Linked DNA regions of Mus musculus: all the other regions are linked to region 2. The links are chromatin contacts, called in public Hi-C and Micro-C maps. All regions are on one chromosome and are shown on one strand. Each heading gives the region's core, a stretch centred on a gene start, on an enhancer-like site or on the middle of the called end of the contact. The rest is flanking DNA. Distances are from core to core; before and after follow the strand shown. Region 1 holds the start of Hoxb7 (homeobox B7). Region 2 holds the start of Tbx2 (T-box 2). Region 3 holds the start of Hoxb13 (homeobox B13).

What was found. Hi-C and Micro-C count contacts between places; a contact is called where the count stands out from the background.
Region 1: a contact with region 2 is called in a Micro-C map of embryonic stem cells, with 8 times the contacts expected there. The contact joins the promoter of Hoxb7 here to the promoter of Tbx2 in region 2. A contact is called at or near these places in 2 of 39 promoter capture datasets (cranial neural crest and embryonic stem cells) and 1 of 484 Hi-C or Micro-C datasets (embryonic stem cells).
Region 3: a contact with region 2 is called in a Hi-C map of cerebellum, with 4 times the contacts expected there. The contact joins the promoter of Hoxb13 here to the promoter of Tbx2 in region 2.

What each region holds. Positions count from the first base shown.
Region 1 is chr11:96,284,248-96,288,495 of GRCm38.p6, reverse strand. It overlaps Hoxb7 (homeobox B7), which reads right to left and starts at 1,850. Exons shown (of 2, transcript NM_010460.2): 1 at 1,369-1,850. The coding sequence starts at 1,768. Hoxb8 (homeobox B8) reads right to left here. Exons shown (of 2, transcript NM_010461.2): 2 at 3,171-4,248. The coding sequence ends at 4,026.
Region 2 is chr11:85,830,631-85,834,851 of GRCm38.p6, reverse strand. Tbx2 (T-box 2) reads right to left here and starts at 2,237. Exons shown (of 7, transcript NM_009324.2): 1 at 1,351-2,237; 2 at 1-232. The coding sequence starts at 1,745. 2610027K06Rik (RIKEN cDNA 2610027K06 gene) reads left to right here and starts at 2,464. Exons shown (of 5, transcript NR_077059.1): 1 at 2,464-2,684. RefSeq lists a promoter at 1,712-2,702.
Region 3 is chr11:96,191,637-96,196,306 of GRCm38.p6, reverse strand. It overlaps Hoxb13 (homeobox B13), which reads right to left and starts at 1,991. Exons shown (of 2, transcript NM_008267.4): 1 at 1,261-1,991; 2 at 1-334. The coding sequence starts at 1,864. The coding sequence ends at 78.

The DNA of each region.
Region 1 (4,248 bases), core at 601-3,100, about 10 Mb before region 2:
CAGGACTGCAAGGAAGAAAAGAATGACCAGAGTCTACGAGAGAGAGCAAGGTGAAGATTCCTATGGTGGGGCAAAAGGGTATCTGAGAACTCCCAGCATAGGCTCAGAACCCCAAGGAGACTGGGGAGATGCTGGTATCCGCCCTCTTGGGAAGGAGACAGGAGAGGGGAGAGAGGCTAAGGACCTTAATTTCAAGTCAGCTATAAGCCAAGCTGAAATATTTACGAGGTGGGGGGGGGGAGGGACTTTGATAAACCAACTGGAAGGTCAGTTCAATTACAGGGTAGGTAACAGGAACCGTGAAGAACAATAGTCAAGAAATGGTTTCCTCGTGGCCCCCAAGCCCATGAGTATAGGAGTCTCTGGCCCGGTTGGGTCTTCTGAGCCTTGGAGTTGGCTCCCAAGCCCACCTGCCTCGGGGAAATGTAAAAGGTGTGCGAGGAAGCTGTGAAGGAGACCTGAGGGAAGAAAACCTATGGTTCTTAAAGCATCGTGCACTCCCTAAATCTTGATTTGGTTCTGAAGAGTCCTAGCCCTCCCCAAGAGGAGAGTCATCTTTCTGGAGTGATACCACCAAACTTGGCTGTTCCTCAGGGGCCCACAGAGCCCTTGGAAAGACACCTGGAAAAAAAAAATAACAAACAACCTATGCTCTCCTGGGGAGCTGACGGGCCTTCTAAGTCCATCAGGAGGTGGGGGTCAGTAGACTCATCGCTCTGGGTCTCAGACTAACTCCTTCACCACTCTTTGACTCTGTGTCCCTGTCTGGGTCCTCATCTCTTCTGTTTCCTCTCCCCCATCCCACCAGGCCTCTAGAGCCCACCTCTAATTGTCCTGATGGGAATAATGGGGGAGCGGGGTTGGCTAGAAAGGAAGGGGGAGGGGAGAATCGCTTAGCGCCATGGCCCCCTCCTCCATATCTTGCCCAAGCTAGGGCTGGGGGGACACACCCAGAACTGAGCTCTCAGGCAGGGAAGGGGGGAGAGAGAAGAGAAAGACCCTAATGGCTATTCTCTGCAAACCCCAGCCTTTCTAGGCAAGACAAACGGCCTCGTCTCCAGCCCGTGCCGGCGCTGCTGATAAATATTTAAAGCTAAAAGGCCGGGAGGAAGGGTTGGGGGCGGGCTGGGGGCTTTGAGCTCTGTGGCGTCGGCAAAAAGAGATCCGCTAGGGCCTGAGAGCACTGAGCAAAACTGGGAGTGGGGGTGGCGCGCGTGGTCCCAGCCCAGACTTAAACGGCGTGGCAATGGCCGATCTGCAGCCGGGAATAACCTGGACACAGAGAAGGGTGCCCTGGCCGGAAGGGAGCCCTTCTGGGGACCGTGGCCCGGACACTGCGGCTCGGGACCGCTCAGAGCGCGGCTTTACCTGAGCTTCGCATCCAGGGGTAGATCCGGAAGTTACTCTCGGCCGCCAAGTCCGAGTCCCTCTGCTCCTTGGCGCCAGCCGCCTTGGCGGGGTCGCCCGGACACACCCCGGAGAGGTTCTGCTCAAAGGGCGCGCAGTGCATGTTGAAGGAACTCGGTTCGAGCCCGTAGCCGGCCGCATAGACGCCAGCCGCGCTCTGGCCCGCCATGGCCCCCCCGCCGGAGTACAGACCCTGCACCGAGGCGGAGAAAGGAGCGCCCGGACCTGCTCCATAGCCCGGGCGCTGGGGGTTGGAAGCAAAGGCGCAAGAAGTTTGTTCGGGGAAGGCTCCTGGAGCGAAAACCGAACTTGCGGCTGGATATTTAGAAAATAAAGCATTCGCATAATACAATGAACTCATAATTTGGCCGGATGATTTGTAGTCGGGGACGTTTTAGTGTCGGTTTTACGAGATTCCTTGATATATTACAGAATTAGAGTCCAGATTTACACCAAAAGGACCCCCTTTTTCCTCTTCTGACCACGTGACCCCGGCCCACGTGATATCCCCTCGGCCAATGGTATGACGGCCTCCCGGAGGCTCCCAGTAATGTGGAAAAAATTGTGTGGCGTTGGATTTATAAAATATGATCAATAATGAATGGGAAGGCCGAGCTCTGCGGATTGGGGCTGGGGGCTTAAGGGCCGCTGTCGACCCCCGCGGGCTGGAGGCAGCTTGCAGGCGAGATTTGGGGAAGAAGGAATTGAGTGGAAGAGAAAATAAATAACCTCTGAGGGAACCGTGTTGTCATCCCCCACCCATTTCCCCCAGCCGGTTACAGAGCGAGAGAGACGCAGGGATTGAATGTTCGCAACTTGGTGGGTGGGTGCTGGCCGAATATTTATTAATTTGGGTTAATTCATCCGAGCTGCTGCTCTTCTCCCAAGAGGAGGCGAGCCTGGCCTCCCGGTTGTCTTAGTGCCCCAGTTGTAGTAACTAGATGTGACCAAGGCGTCCCTAAGGCAGAGATCCAACCCAATAAGGCGTTGGACGCTGAGATTTCTGATGACAATAAAAAGATATACAAAATTTAAAAAGAATGGAATGGGGGCTGGGAGAAAAAGGAAGGGAGGAAGGAGGCTTGGGTCCGGCTCGCTGCTTTCCCGGTTCCGGAAGGCGGATGCCTCACTCACTGGAGCGTGGCTGCCAGGAAGGCAGAAGCAACGAAGGAAGGAAGGCTGCGGCAAGCCGAGGCCTAGAAACTGGGAGAAAGTGACGACGTCCCAGAGAGGGGAGGTAGGGAGGAACCGCTTCCCTCTGCTCCTGTTTCCCCAACCTGAGTCCAAGGAAAAAATGGAAATAGAAACTCAGAAGTCTTGCGCTGCATCTTTCTCACCCCCCCGTACCCCCCCCCCCAAACACACACACACACACACACACACACACACACACACACACACACACACGGAAACAAAGAGAAAAGCGGCGGGGGACACTAGCCACCAGCCTGGGTAGATCTCTTCCCAAGAGCGGCCTGGGCGCTGGAGTCTCCCTGGTCCTTCAGCCTCAGAATGCAAGGGGAGGGGGTTTCTCTTGGCTCCCCTCCCTCGATCCTCTCTCCTCCAATCACGTTCAGCCGCCTCCCTCACCCCCTGCGCCCCTGGGCCCAGGGACTCGCACCACCTGCTTCCAGCCCCCGCCCCCGCCCCCTCCTCTCAGCGACCTAGCCTAGGCCAGCCCAGGAGCCTGCTGACCAGCTCCCCCCCACCCCCAGCCCTGCAAGGCGCCTAGGAGCGAATGAGGAGCGGCGGCCCGGGCCAGTCTCGGGTTCTCGCTTGTAAACTTTATTGTAACTCTTCCGCCCTTTTCAGGCGCAGACAACAGAACAAAGTATAGAGGAACAACAAAATATATAATTAGCCCTCCCTCCCCCCCATAAAGCAATTCACAGATACAGGATACATTCTCTTCACAGTAAACCTAAGAACACTTTTAACAATGCTCACAGCGCGCATGCTAACTAAAGTAATCTCTTTTGAGAAACACTTAAGACAAAATTGTCAAACCAAAGGGGGTGGGGGTGGGGGGACAGGAGGAAAAGAGAGAAGCAAGAGAGAAAGCCAGCTAGGGAGGGCAGCGGGGAGAGGGGGTTGCGAGGAAAGATGGGGACGCGGTGAGAGAAAGAGAGCGAGAGAAAGAGAGAAAGTGAGCGGGAGACAGAAAGAATTACGGCGTGAATAGGCAGTTTCATGTTGTTGGGAAAACTTAGCAGAAATCGGTACCTCGGTCATTACAAAGAAGCACGTTCAAAGGAAACAGACCATTGCACAAGGAGGCTTTTTTACATGGGGCGGGGGCGAGGGGGTTCTGCCAGGCCGCAGTCGATCACCCTCGCAGGACGAGGGAGTCCTTGCTTAAAATCCTTTTCTTTTTTTCCCCCCGGACCCCCAAGAGAAGGGAAGGAGATCCACGGTAGCTCACACACAGAAGCTATTACGAGATACTACCACTAGCGGGGACTGGCGCGGCGGGGGACGCTGCTGTGGGAGGCCCAGCTCCTGGCTCCGCTCGCGGGGCCGGAGCTCTCGGAGGCGGGGGGCGGGCGGCGGCGGCGTGGTCGCGGGGGGGACCGGCGGACGTGCGGGCTAGTCCGGGCCCGAGCAGTCCCAGCTGGAGCCTACTTCTTGTCACCCTTCTGCGCATCGCCCTGCTCGGCGGTCTCTGGTGCCCGCTCCAGCTTCTCTTTCTCCAGCTCCTCCTGCTCGCATTTACTGCTGGGAAACTTGTCTTTGTTGTTCTCCTTTTTCCACTTCATTCTCCGATTCTGGAACCAGATTTTGACCTGTCTCTCTGTCAGTCCCAGCGCGTGCGATACCTCGATCCTCCGCTTGCGAGTCAGA
Region 2 (4,221 bases), core at 988-3,487:
CAGTTTGTGGAAGGCCACAGGCTTGGCCATCCACTGTTCCCCTGTGGCCGGACTGTCCGGGTGGATGTACATGCGTTTAGGCATCTCGGGGTCGGCTTTGCCTGCCACCATCCAGCGGGAGTTGTGAAACTTATAGCGGCAGTCATCGGCAGCCACGATGTCCATTAGCAGGATGTATTTGGCTTTCTTGTCCAGGCCGCTGACTCGCACCTTGAAGGGGGGGAACATCCGCCTCGGAGGGAGGGAAGGGGGACATGCCATTGGGACCCGGCTCTTTTTTGTCCCTTTACCTTCCCGACAATGACATGACATCCTACTTGAAGCTTCCCTATCTACATAATTTGTCACAATGTCCTCCACTTGTGCTGTGTTGCTACCTGGAAAGACCCAGCCTGTGCTTCTTACTCCCAAGACATCCTATTTCTGCCGGCCAGAGCCTGTTTTGTAAAGCTTTGGATGCGTTTTGCACTCAGTCTGGAGACCTTTCCTCCACTCTGATCTAAGATGAGGGTTGATGCCCAGGAAAGGAAACTAGGCCCTTTAGAGATACACTAGGCTTTTCTGAATTGCCTTGAAATTCGTAGAGAGGAAATAAACTCTTGGGACAGGGCTTGAAGAAATAAACTATCAAGGTCTTTGTCTGGGAGAAACGATTTAGAGGCTTAATCAGGGAACCCTAGCCTAGAATTTCGGGGGAACAGGGTGAACCTGAGGCCTGGACTTTCAGAGACTGGAGTGCTGGGAAGATTGGGGATTTTATTTTTCTTCTGGCTTTAAGGCCTCAAGAGGTGGCTGGTCCAGTGCTCCAAGCTCCAAGGACAAGCAAGACTCTCTCCAAGGCCTAGCTGTGGGCTGGACAACTCTCTGCCGGAACCAAGTGGTCAGCCTGGAGCTAGCAGGAGGCGGGATGCTAGTCCCACTATGGACTCCAGTGATCAGAGCGGAGAATCCGGGAAAGATCCCTTTTCTTAGGAACTTCCAGACCGTCCAGGAGACGGAAAAAACAAAAACAAAAACAAAACAAAACAAAACAAAACAAAACAAAAAAAAAACAGTGAGACCGCAAGGGGCTGTGGAGACCCGCCAGAGTCTCCGGGGCTTTGAGACTCAGAACAGTTGGGACTATTCTTTAGGAACGTGTTTTCGTTTTATTTCAATCGAGAGATGTTTGCTTTTCTTTTTCTTTTTTAATTCGCTCCGGAGCCAAACGGAAAAAAAAAAAAGTCAGCTTGCTTGTCTGTGGAAAGGAGTGTGGCGCCAGGGCCGGAGCGGGGGCAATCCGAGAGAGCATCGACCCAGTGGTGGTGGGTGCTGTGCGGTCCCCGAGCCCGCCCGCCCGGCCCGTCCTACCTCCCGGACTTGGTGATGACCATCTCGGTGCCCAGCTTGTGGAACTGGTCCCACAGCTCCTTGGCCTCCAGCGTCACCTTGGGGTCGTCCTCCACCTCGTCCTCGGGTTCCAGGCTCTTGAGCGAGCGCAGATGCGCGGCGGGCGGGTGCGGGCCGAGTGCCGAGACGTGCAGCCCCGCCTCGGCCGCCGCCGCCGCCGCTGCTGCCGCGGCCGCCGCCCCCGCCAGGCCCGGGTCCGGCAGAGGCTTGCCTAGCGCGCCGGGCGGCAGCGCTAGCGCCGGGAAGAAGGAGGGCTGCGCTGCCGCCAGGAAGGCGGACATGGGGAAGTCGGCGGGCCGTGGCGCGTGGAACGGGTGGTAAGCCATGGCGCTGGCTGCCAGCGCCGGCTCTCTCATCGGGACATCCGGCCCAGGCTCCTGGGAGCCGGGGCCGGGGCCGGGGGCGCGCGCCTCGGACCCCCGGCCCGGGCGGCGGCGCGCGCGGAGGACGGACGGCCCGGGCGGCGGGCGCGGCAGCGGCTTCTCCCGGCTCCCCGTCCCGCGCACCTCAAGGGGCGCAGGGCTCTGGACGCGGGGGCGGAGGGGGCGCTGCGCGGGGCTGGGCTGGGCTGGGCTGGGCTGGGCTGGCCGGCTCCGGCGCCGGGGACCACGCGCGACTGGTTAGATCTTGTCCTGATCTCTGGAAAACTGTGACTATCTCACATGTCCTGCCCTGTTCGGATCCCCTGCGCTAACGAGCCAGGCCCCCCTTGATTGCTGATTTTACGCTTTTTGGACCAATTGTGGGTCTCCGGGGGCGGGGTTTTGACAGCTCAGGCCAAGCTCTGGACGGGAGGGGAGGCCAGGGAGAAGGTGTCGGAAGCCTCAGCAGTAAGAAAACATGTCAACAGAATAAAATATTAACCAATGACGGGCCAGCGGGCCCCGAGACCCCTCCCCCTGGCCTGGCCCCCACCTCGCCGCCCGCGCCCGCCGCTGCCTGGGCGAGGGCTGGAAAGCGCAGAGGACCGATCTGACCCGCCGTAAGGGCCTGAGGCAGGGGGCGCCCGGGTCCCGGGGCCTTGGGGAAGGACCCCCTAGCCGCATGCCGGCCCCAAGTGCAAAGCATTGACACGTTCCGGAGAGGAGAGGGGGCGCCCTTTCCCTCCCGCGCCGGGAGGCCCGGCCGCTCTTGCCTGCGACCCAGCCTGGCCTCCCACCCCACTCCCGGTCACCGCCCCGGGTCCATGCACTTCAGAGGGAGGCTGCGGGCACTGGAAAGCGAGGCCGGTGGGCGGGCAAATCAGGAGGCTCGGGCGGCCGAGGTCCCGGAGCCGAATCAGGTGTCCGGAGCCGGTGAGTGGGGAGCCATGGCAGAACCCTGATGGGGCCGGCACGGGCGGGAACGGGACGCCGCCTTGCGCTGGGGAAACGAAGGGTCCCCACCCCCACCTGCTCCTCCCCTCGTAGACTCAGGAACCTGGGGTTCCAGAAGGGCCGGGCATTTAGCCTAAAGAAGGTCTGTGTCAGGTCACTAAGCCAAAACCTTCTGGCGAGTAGGAAAATGGATCCTTGGGACCAGGTAGGTGAGCGCACCTTCTACAGAGCCCAAGGCGGTGCCGCGCTAGTTGATCCTAGAACTCAGATTCTCCACACGCGCCAGAAGGAATTTTCGCCGCATCCGGTACTGGAGATGCAAGCCCATCTATCTCTTCCTAAACTCTGGCATCTTTTCTTCTCAGTCACTTCTCTAGAGATTGTTTCCGTCCCTTGGAAGCTCAAGGCTCCCTAGTTCAGGAAAGCTGAGTAATGCGGATGGGAATCGAGGTGTTTGCCAGCAAGTGTGAACACCCCCTTCGACGATCAGTCTTCGTTATCTCTCTGGCAACAGCCCCAATGCATCTTCCTCTCTCTCTCTCTCTCTCTCTCTCTCTCTCTCTCTCTCTCTCTCTCTCTCTCTCTCTCTCTCTTTCTCTCTCTCTCTCTCTCTCTCTGTGTGTGTGTGTGTGTAAAACCATAATCAGGTGTGCCCAGAGTAAAACGATCATACACTTGCCTGTTTAGGGTTGAGGCTCACACCCTTGTGCTTGTTGGGGAGGGGAAGCAGGGTGTGAACTAGCCACAGTGGATACTCCCACCCTCCCAACCAGTATAAGCGAATTCTGCCGCTCCAGCCCTATGTCCCCGTGGTAGGCACCTACCACGTAAGTGGCCCAGGCAGCTTGCCCCTCCGCTGCATACACCAGGTCTTCAGGCACTTGGTAGCTGACCGCCCAGAAAGGCGTTTAAAAGCTAGTTGCCCCCGGCAGTACGGGGTTGAGACCAGCAGGAGTCGTTTGGCCTCCACGACCTTTTTTCCTATACATCTGAGCCAACACCAGGCGCTTGTAATTCTTCATAACCCTGTGCGCGCCTGCCCCACTGGGTTTTTCTTCAGGACCTTACTCCTAGGTCGCTTTTCTCACTCTTTTCTCTGCCCACAGTGAACCTTCAGCTCTAGCTTCGCGGTGTTCGCAGCCGGTGAGAGATCCATTGCAGCTTTGCACTGCTTCCAATTCAGACAGGATGTGGCTCCTCCAGGAGAGATGTGTCTGAACACACTTGGACAGTTAGTGAGGTGAACAAGAAGTAGTCAGTTCAGCTTTCCGAGTTGGCAGGACATTTGCTAAGTTGTGTGTATGGGGACAGGCACTTTAGTACCTTGTAAAAATGTGTATGTATCGAAGTATGTATTTTGGTCATTTTCCTGGGTAGCATACAGTAGCTGGTCTACCCGTTTAGGCCTGAGAGTTAAAACATGAAGGTCTGAGTTATTGGTCCACGAAATCGGACAGCTGTCGCCCAGTGGCTACATTAGGGGATCTGAATCCCACCTATAGAGCTAAGGACCTGC
Region 3 (4,670 bases), core at 742-3,241, about 10 Mb before region 2:
CCTCTGCCAGTCCTGGCCCTGGCAGGCTCCCAGTTCTCCAGGACAAGCCCTCTTCCCCTGCCCATCCCCTCTGGTGCTCACGGGGTAGTGCTGGTCTTGACCTTGGCAAGAACCTTCTTCTCCTTGACCCGGCGGTTCTGAAACCAGATGGTAATCTGGCGTTCAGAGAGGCTGGTGGCTGCCGAGATCTTGCGCCTCTTGTCCTTAGTGATAAACTTGTTGGCTGCATACTCCCGCTCCAACTCCCGCAACTGCCCCTTGCTATAGGGAATGCGTTTTTTGCGGCCTCGGCGGAAGGCACAGCCGTCGGGAGGAGGGTGCTGGACACTGGGCTCTGTGTGGTGGAAAAAGAGAGGGAAGAAAAGGCATCTTAGTCCCCTCTCTAGCGCAAGATCAAGCGCAGACCCAGGCCCTGCACGCCTCAGGGCTACGTCATCCTGCAGGCGCTTCCTGATCATCCTATGTGTGGGCCCGGCTCCCTCAAAGCACACAGCCCTAGATTCTGCCTGATTCTCTGATAGCCACTCACTCAGCCTCTGCTCCTACTGGCCACCCCCACCATCACTGACCTCACACCAGGAGTCTGCAAACACACCCACCCTGTCAGGTTTTTGTCCACAATCACACAATCCACTTTCACATGCGTGTTCGGATTCAGCCACTCCTCCAAACTGGCAAATTATGTACATGAGAAAACAGGGTTCTGTTCCCTACCCAACACACACATACACACACAAACACCATGCACACACACTTACACGCACACTCACGAACACACCCTTCAATACACCCTCAGTCAAAGAAAACCTAAATTTTCCTTTCGAAATTGACCTAAAAAAAGGAAAGGGTTATATTCTCGAGGAAACACCCAATATCTCCGATCCCACCTCTCAATGCCACTCTCGAGACCACTGGATTATGTCATTTGGCCTTTGGGCAGAATTAGTCTGGGATTGTGCTGGGTAGGGACTCTTTGCCCCCAATCAACAGCAGAGATCCAAGGTTCTCCCGACATATTCAAAGACTGGTCCTAGAGCCTCCTGGAGAAGTCAGGAAGGCTAGCACCCTGCTGAGGCCCCTTATTCTGACCCTCTGAGGCCCTCTTGTTGCCTGGACCCTCCCTCACAGTCCTAGTAAATAACCCAGGAACCCTAGGCCCCTCCTCATCAGCCCGAAGTTTCCCTTCCTCTCCTCTTCCTCCTTCCCAGCAAGTGCCAGCGTAGCCCATGCTGAGCCAAGGGGAGCCAGAGTAGAACTTACCTGCAAACGCTGCTTTCCAGAATGGACCTGGTGGGTTCTGTTCACCTTGGCAACACATCTGGCTGTTCCAGCCACCGGCCAGGGCCCAGGGCTGGTAACTGTCCACGGGAAGCAGAGAATCGTGGCGAGGCTCTCCGGGGGCTCCCAGGGTCTGCACCACAGACACATCCAGGTAACTGGCCATAGGCTGGTATGGTCCCGGGTAGCCCGGATAGAAGGCAAACTCGGTGGGACGGCTGGGATACTCCTCCCCAGGTGCAGGAGTTTCCGAAGGGTAGGTAGCCAGGGCGGCCGTCTGGGCACAGGGTTTCAGGGAGCTCCTGGATACTCGGCAAGAGTAGTACCCGCCTCCAAAGTAGCCATAAGGCACAGGAGCTGGAGATGCCCCCTGAGGCACCCCAGGACAAGGGTGGCACTGCTTTGGTGGCTCTGCAGAGCCTGGCAGATCCAGGGGGGCATAGTTGACAGTTGGCATCAGCGTTGGAGCCGCGGGATGGCTAGCCAGTGGGGAGGAGTGGGAGACTAGATTCCGACCCCCTCCAGCTCCCAGCAAGCCTTCGATATCCTTGGCCCCGTCCAAGGTGGCATAATTGCCGGGCTCCATGGAGCCAATGATCGGCTCATGGGGAGCCGAGGGTGAGGGTTCTAGGGGGCAGCAAGCTGTCTCTCCCCACCCAGGCCCAGGGAATCCTAAGCGTTTTAAATCGCTCCCAGCTCGAACGGCGCCTGCATTCGCCTGGCTGGGCCGTCTTGACGCAAGAGACGCAAGAGCCCGGGCATGAGCGCTGATTGGCTGTGGCCTGGGGGAGAGAGGCTCATAAAATCCTCCCGCAGAAATTGCAGGGGGAGAAGGGACGGGGAGCCCGGCTCCGCCTCCTCTCTTCCCTTCTCTTCCTCTCCGCCTGTCTCTTTTTCTTTTTGTATGTGTGTCTCTGTCTTTATCTGTATGTGTTCTGTGTCTCTGTCTCTATATGTGTCTCTGCTTCTGCCTGCTGTCTCGGGTCTCTGCCTGCGCTCTCTCTCTCTCTCTCTCTCTCTCTCTCTCTTCCTGGCTCCCAGTCTTCTGCGCTTTGGCAGGTTTAACGAGAGAATAAAAAGCTCTCCCAATAAAGTGTCCATCTCCTGGGGATGAGGGGAGTCGGGGGAAGGGCTGGGAGGCCACTTCGGGCTGCCTCAAAGGAGAACCCGGGAATGCTTCTGAGATGGGAATGAGAACTGTAGGCGTCAGGGAGCTCTGTGCTTGGAGGCTGGGTACTAGCCACCGTAGCTCATTGTAGATATCCTTTCTGTCCCTAATACACTGCGCCCAGGCAAGTGCCTTCCAGGTCTGTCCCCCAAGGACCCTGCCTAGTCACAACACTGAAAGCCCGGAGGCCCCAATGGGGATGAGGCGGAGCCAAGGGGCGGGGGACACGAAGGAACGTTGAAAACGTGCAGTGCTTGGCTCAGGGAACGCAGTGTCCGGATCTGAAGGGGAAATAGAGCCAATGTCTGGGAAGGGGGTCTGGATTTCCGTTTAAGGGTGGAGAAAGAGACCAAGAGACACAGGCGTACAGGGGCTTTACTTGAAGGAATAGACTCGGTGTGGAAAAGGAAGGCTGGCGGGGGGGGGGGGGGTAGGCAGAGAGGGAGGAGAAAGGAAGAGAGGAAAAAAGGGAGAGGGAGAGAGGGAGAGGTTGAAACATCACAAATGGGAAGGGGGGGTCAAGATTGTATCCCTTTTTCTGGAATCTGCAGTCTGGGGGAGCCAAGGCTGGTTTCGTGGCCATCCCCACCTGTGGGGATCCTGGGTCCCAAGATTGCAGGAGCTTGGTCTGTGTGGGGGCCTTTCTGCTCTTTGGTGCCGCTCTCTAGGCCGGAAAGTCCAGGAACCGAACCCTGGCCCCAGCACACTTCCACAGGACTGAGGGACTAGAAAGCTCAGGACCCCCTAGCTGCCTCTTTAAATTTCCTTGGAAGTTAAAGAGGAGGAGAGAGAGAGTGAACTACCCCAACTGCTAGAATTGTCCGAGGCCCTCTGTTGGGGCCTATTGTGCTGTAGATTCAAATGGCTTGTTTCACAAATCTGCCCTTAAAGTTGGTTTGTTTTTTGTTTTTTGTTTCTTTCCTGTATCACTTTCACATGAAATCCCTTTGTGTCTTCTAGTTTTCTCTCAGGTTTCCCCTCACCCCGGCAGAAAATTTGAACTTTTCTATTCTACATCAAGAGTTTGTTTGTAATAAAGAATCGAACCCCTTGAGCTGAGTCCGGCTCAGCCAAAGCCTAAACTTGAACTTGAGTCACTTTGTGGGAAAGGGCCTATGAAAGCCAGAATGGAGGCCTGTAGTATACTGTGTATCACTCCCAACAGACATTGTTAATAACTGACATGAAGCACAAACATCCCCTCTGATTTTTATCACATTTGAAAACATAGAGAAAGGAAAAAAGAGGAAGGTGTCTGTTCACTGCTTCCCAAAGCCCAATCCAGGTTGTTGTTCACCCAATCATGAAGGGCAGAAACACCAGGATTTCCCCCCTAAAGATTTCGAACTTCCCAGTTCTTAGGTTTCTGTAGACACAGATGCCTGTATGCTGGGATGTAGAGATACAGTGGCATTCACCTTTGATTCCAGCACCAGGGAGGCAGAGGCAGGCCTTTTCAGACCTAGCTTGCTCTACAGACAGAGTTTCAGGACAGCCAGGGCTGCACAGAGAAACCCTGTCTTTGGTGGGGAGGAAAGATGTGTGTAAGTTTATTAATGCTGATACAGCATGAGTGGCCTTTACTTTTTTAAAAAAAAAATCAAAATCATTTGACAAAACAACACTTCTGGGTATAAGGGAAATTTTTACATCCATCGTGGGGTATGTTCTAACACTTTCTTTTTTAGATTACTGAAACTGCATAGATATCCAGAAGATTTGCATGGCCCCTGGGATATATGACATGCAAATTCTCACAGCATTTTATGCCACACACTGGCCTCAAGCTCCCTTTGTAGCTGAAGGTATCTCTGAAATTCTGATCTTCCTGCATCTCCCTCCCAAGAGCTGCTGGCATGATAGAAACAACTTAGTCTTTTCTTTCTCTCTTTCCTCTCAGAACTCAGAATTGAACCCAGAGCATCACACGTGCTAGATAAATATTCTACCAATGAACCATGTCCCCGCTGGTTCCCACTTTTAGAAAGGAAGAAAAAAAAAGAGTAATTGTGGTGTCATGCACTAGGTTTGCCGAAGCACTAGCCATAGATATTCAAAACTGGAAGCAAGTCAGATTCTAGCGAGAGTGGGATAGGCAAAGGAAATCAGGCTGGAATGAAACATGGGGATTAAAACCCAGCAAATGACACTGGTGAAAGAAGCCAGATATAAAAGACTACGTCTTTATGATTTCCATGTCTATATAGTTCAAGAGCTTTGGGTA